Linked DNA regions of Mus musculus: region 1 is linked to region 2. Evidence: chromatin contacts called from public HiChIP or PLAC-seq data. All regions are on one chromosome and are shown on one strand. Each heading gives the region's core, a stretch centred on a gene start, on an enhancer-like site or on the middle of the called end of the contact. The rest is flanking DNA. Distances are from core to core; before and after follow the strand shown. Region 1 overlaps Gm42266 (a long non-coding RNA gene). Region 2 has its middle 54 kb from the start of Bach2.

The links. HiChIP or PLAC-seq counts read pairs in DNA pulled down with a chosen protein or histone mark.
Region 1: a Foxp3 HiChIP or PLAC-seq map of regulatory T cells shows a contact between it and region 2, with 3 times the contacts expected there. The contact joins two enhancer-like sites. A contact is called at or near these places in 13 of 484 Hi-C or Micro-C datasets (B cells, CD8 T cells, the HL-1 cell line and 8 more) and 4 of 115 datasets of contacts at active chromatin or transcription factors (memory CD8 T cells, microglia, regulatory T cells and 1 more).

Annotation. Positions count from the first base shown.
Region 1 is chr4:32,163,714-32,166,413 of GRCm38.p6, reverse strand. It overlaps Gm42266 (a long non-coding RNA gene), which reads left to right. Exons shown (of 3, transcript XR_881176.2): 2 at 923-994. Among named protein-coding and RNA genes, the nearest start is that of Gm52717, 4.2 kb to the right of the region's middle. Within about 2 kb of position 1,288, at least 67 of the 459 cell types and tissues checked have an H3K27ac peak or open chromatin away from gene starts, as enhancers often do. A contact at or near this core is called in B cells, CD8 T cells, memory CD8 T cells and 2 more, where this site is marked.
Region 2 is chr4:32,362,451-32,365,150 of GRCm38.p6, reverse strand. It overlaps a transcript of Bach2 not described here. Among named protein-coding and RNA genes, the nearest start is that of Bach2, 54 kb to the left of the region's middle. Within about 2 kb of position 1,415, at least 68 of the 459 cell types and tissues checked have an H3K27ac peak or open chromatin away from gene starts, as enhancers often do. A contact at or near this core is called in B cells, CD8 T cells, memory CD8 T cells and 2 more, where this site is marked.

The DNA of each region.
Region 1 (2,700 bases), core at 39-2,538, 200 kb after region 2:
CTAAGCATCTTTGTAAAGAAGAGGAAGAAATGGCAGGCACCCGAGCGGTTTCTGCACACAGCCAGAAAGGGTTTGAATGGAAAGCCTGCTCTGCAGCACAGTTTACTTTATAAACCTTAAGTGAAAACACTAAATGTCCTTCCTGTCACCCTGGAAGTGGCTTTCACGTGGCCCAGGTACAAAGACATTTTTGTAAGCCTTTCAAAGCACCTGTTGTTTCGTTCCTCCTGGTTCCTATGTGAGTGACTGTATTTACTCGCTGGGCTGTGCCCTGAGTACTTAATGGTTGAGGGTCTCGTTCTTCCAAGTTTTGGCTGGCATCTAAGCTCAGCCTGGTCTCCCTTACACAGAGCAGAAGAACCCAGGCAAAAGCTGCCAGTGTCTGAAACAGTGCTCTCTCCCACTCCCCGACAGCTCCCACAATAGGAGAGCAGGGAGAGAGAGGACTTGAGAACAGGGGTCAGGAGACAAGCCATCTGACCTTTCTGCCCTGGACAGGGAAATCAGACTAGATGGTACATGAGGTCACTGCCAGGATTAAGCCAAGGGAGGGAAAGCTGGGAGGCCCGTGGAGCCGTGGTAACCTCTGGTTCATGATCACCTTCCTCTGTGGAGTCTTAAGTCTTCTTGAAGTGGGCAGAGGCACCCTGCAGATTATAATTTCAGAGTAAAAATTGAAAAGGAAAGGGAAGGGAAGGGAAGGGAAGGGAAGGGAAGGAAAGGAAAGGAAAGGAAAGGAAAGGAAAGGAAAGGAAAGGAAAGGAAAGGAAAGGAAAGGAAAGGAAAGGAGGAAAGGAAGCTGAGTCACACAAGCTGCCTATGCTTTCTCAGAGTCCTTGGTAACTACAGATGCCCTATATTTCTTCTGTTTTGTTTTGTTTCTTACAGTTTTATTGTTCTGTATACAACCCTCATGTTCCAGGTTCTCCTGTGTGGATGTTGCTGGTCCCAGCTGGTGGCCCCAGAGGGTCGAGATGGAGAGGCTGTGTGTAAGGTAAGAGTGCAGAATGGGATGAGTCCCGCATCCTCTCATGTCTGCCGCCACAGGAAGGAACTTTACATACCATCTGGGACACGGCAGGCAGGCCGGTCGGCCTCTAATATTTTGCCAGCATTAGTCGAACCTTCTCAAATCTTTGGTGCTATAGAAGAGAAAGCACTCACTCACCTGGAGTTTACACAAACAGCTCTGTTCTGCATGGATAAAAATGCAAAGGTGTCAAGGGCAGTTAGGTAGAGTCTGAGCAGGAGAGAAAACAGCTGCTTCCTCTCAGCCGGCTTCTTATAGTCAAAACACCCAGGGAGGAAGACTAAGAAAGTCACTTGTGTTGTGGTTGAGAGTGTGGGCATCAAGCTGTGTTTGCATTCCGTCCTGCCAGTTACTAACCCTGTAACTCTGAGAAAGAGTTCCCAGGCCGGTTTCCTCTTCTCTGAAATTTGGACAAGACTGGAAGCAGCTCTGCAGGTGGTCATGAGAGTTCAGTGAGCTAATATGTACCAAGGGCCCTGTGGTAGGGATTCAAGACGCCTCGCTGATTATCATGACTACGATTAGTGACACGGAAGGAGTGTGCAAGCACTTTACTTTTCTTTGCTCCGAACCTACTTCTGTGTCGATGAGGTCAAACCCACCATGTAAAGGTTACAGATCGTCATCAGCTGAGATGCGGCAGCATCCGGACCAACGGGTGAGCCTGAACCCAGGCCAAGCCTTAACAAGAAAGCAAGGGAAAGGCTAACACAAACAACTCAGGACAGGACCAGTAGTTTGATCTAACGTAATGCACAAAATCCCACAGGCGACACATGGCCAAGAGACCTCTTTCTCGAAACCCAGAGGGGACTCAATCAACCTCAGAACACACAAGTTGTATAGTCACAGGAAGGACAACTTTCCATGGCAGAACTACGTACATGTGGACTGTGGCTTACATTAGTCCCCAGGGTGTAGTGTGTGAGTCAGGTCCCCTCCTCCATCCTAACTGTGCCGACTGATAGATCCCAGAATTAAGAATACAAACTTCAGGGTGTGGGGAATTTCCAACGCTCTGTACCTGGCAGAGTTTAGCCTCTGATGTGGTTTCATTTTTTCCTGGTGTGTATCTCATCAGGTATTTGTGGTAGTTCGAATGAGGACACCTCCCCCATAGGCACAGGTATACGAACACTTGGTTCCCGCTTGGTGGCACTGTTTGGGGGAAGTTATTGGAACCTTTAAGAGGTGGAGCCTTGCTGGAGGAAGCTGTCTCCCTACCCTCAGCCACTTCTGTTTTGTTGGTTCGCTCCGTGTTTGCAGAGGCAGGTGAGATCACTCAGCTTCCTGCCCCAACTGCCCGCTCCCTGCCCCCGCCCCTCAGGAACCATCCACCACAATAAACTACATCCGTAACTCCTTTTTTGTCGGAGTGTTTTATATAGGCTTGATCGCTGTTGTAGCATCACCAATGCCATTCTTCCTGTCCATCAGGCAAGCTGAGAACGCTCTGGATGTCCGATGGGAGAGCCCAGGGAAGTAGCGGTGGGCTCTGGAGAGATTGGGTAGGATCATTCCGTTCTGTACTTTTGCAAGTTCTGCCTTTACCTACATCCTACCCTCTCCTACCCCAACACAGACCTCCCAGGTTCTAATCTTCAACTGCCCATACAAACAAAACTCTTTTTTTCACTATAACGAAGCTGCTTCTTGGACCACACATGGGA
Region 2 (2,700 bases), core at 166-2,665:
CACACACTGGATTTCCTCCGTTTTCTTCGGAGCCATGGTCAGGTTCTAACACAGCACCATCCGTTTGCTTCTTGCTTATCTTTTTTCCTCCCTGGCTGCGTATAAGCTTCATGAGTTAGAACTTTTGTCTGTTCATTCTCAGACATATTTGATCTATAGATTCATGTGCTTCTTATACAATATTGTGCACAAGTGCTGGCTAACAAAATAAGTGCAAGAGGTGGATGAGATTTTAGTGCTGTGTAAAGTCCTTTACCCAGACTATAACGCAGTTCCCTGAATAGAAAGGACCACAGTATTTTTTTTTCTTGACAATTTAGAAGTCAGGGAAGGAAACAGTTCTATTAAAAGTATTAAGGTACAGAGGAATACATTCAGGTACATGTAGGGCCAAGCAAATAACCATTCTCTGTATTTTGGGAGGTGCGGGGGACCAAGGAGGGCTCTGGGTAGCATGAAAGGGTAGTTGTTTGGTGTCTTTGAACACTAACACTCTTGTCTGGCACTTCCTGAGTGTACAAATCACTTTTGCTGCATCTGTGCTATGTCCTTCTAACCTTTTAAGGTATCAAGGATTGAATCCTGATCTCAGAGAGAACCTGTTAATGGTGTAAGATGGTGGTGAGCCAAAAGCACTATTCCTATTTTGGTTTAAGAACACTAGTTTTTACATTACAAATTCAGTGTGTGTTCCCCGTGGCACTGGCAAACTCTCACAGATGGGTTACCTACCTGCTTGCCTCCGCGGTTTATCACCAAGGGACCATTTTACAAAAGCAGGTGGCTGTCTCTCCCTGTTATTACCCAAGGGCTGGGAAATCAGCTAAGCAGAGAGAGAAGAGTAGTGTCTTTGTGTTTCAAGTAGCATTTATGAAAAGTCCTGCATTTCACAGGTTATGTTGTGTTACACTGAGGTGTGTTTGTGTGTGGTGGGTGGGCCTACTGGAGCCAGTAGAGCACCGAAGTCCTTCACACAGAAAATGTTCAGAAACAAATAAAGTCTCCTGTACTGTGGCTGTTCCACACTAATGGGGGGAGGAGAGAAAGGCACCAATAAACATCCCACCTGAACCCTAGAAAAGCAGGTGGGGCATGAAGGGGCGGGCTGTGAGCAGCTCATCTCCTCACACGGAAAGGTGGCACAACATCTTCTCATCCCGAGGAGGAGAGCAGGGATGGCGGCTGGGGAGATGAAGAGCTCTGGGGAATTATCGAGCAGAGGGGGTGAATCAGAGCCACATCTGGCAACACCTACAGACCTGTCAGAGCTGCCTGCGCTTGTCACCAGCTCAGAGGCTCGCAAACAGGAAACTGCCGGCATGACTTCATCTGACTCTCAAACTCCTAACAGAGGAACTTGCCCCCAAGAAGTTACGAACTAAGTGCAGAGCCAAAGGGTGAGAGGTGGGGGGTCGGAGTTCAAGTTCAGGTTACAGGGCATCGAGTGAAGGCAGCAACTCTCAAAAGCAATCTGGGTTCAGTGCTGAGTATTATCGTCACCAAGGCCCGACTTCACAGGAAGGAAGCGAAAACTCAATTACACAGGGACACGAGGAATCTGTAAACCGGCCAAGGGAGATAAAGTTACTCACTCATTTGTCAGTCACTTGTGACATTCTGTGTCAGAGACTGATCTCATGAGAGAAAACTGTAAACCTAACGTGACCAAGACGGAGGCTTTATTTCCCTGAGTGGAAGTGCCAGGGGGCAGAACAGCCCCATGACTGGCTTATTCAGCAGCTCGACAGCACTGGCAAAGCCTGGTTTTACATCTGGTTCTCTGCAAATTCACCTGCAGGGATCAATGGCCAGAGTGAGGTACCCTAGGGCAGAGACACTTGGAGGACATGCCTCTACCTAGAAAGCATTACCATAGTAAGAAAGGATCGCCGGCCATCCTGTGGCCCCAGCCGTATCTGGAGAAGACCACTTGACAGCTATGCATTGAGCAGTTCCTACACGGCGGCTCCTGTACTGGTCACTGGAAAAACAGACAAGGATCTGCTGGTCTACAGAACACAGAGATTAACTGTGGGATGGATGGTAAAGACTGATCTGAATAATTGAAACGCCACTGTAACAAGCACCGGACTGCAGAGGTGAGGTCACAAAAGCAAACAGGGGACTTAAGCTAGATGAGGTGTCTTAGGGTTTTACTGCTGTGAACAGACACCATGGCCGAGAAAACTCTTATAAGGACAACATTTAACTGGGGCTGGCTTACAGGCTCAGAGGTTCAGTCCATTATCATCAAGGCAGGAACATGGCAGCATCCAGGCAGGCATGGTGCAGGAGGAGCTGAGAGTTCTATGTCTTCATCTGAAGGCAGCTAGCAGAATACTGGCTTCCAGGCAGCTAGGATGAGGGTCTTAAAGCCCACACACAGTGACACACCTACTCCAACAGGGCCACACCTTCTAATAGTACCACTCCCTGGGCTAAGCATAGACAAACCATCACATGAGGGGAGGGGAGGCCTTCTGAAGGGATCCTGTAGTTTCTGAGAAAGGGGCGAGGGCAGGAAGGGAATACATACTGGACAAGCTGGTGGGCCCATTCAATAGCTACTCTAATGGAGTAGAGACAAGAGTTGAACTTGGAGCAAGATGAAGCTAAGGAACTAATCAGGAGTCAAATCAAATTAGCAACACCTCACCACCTCTTCTTTCCTCTCTCTCTTGCTCCCCCCTCACTTCTTTT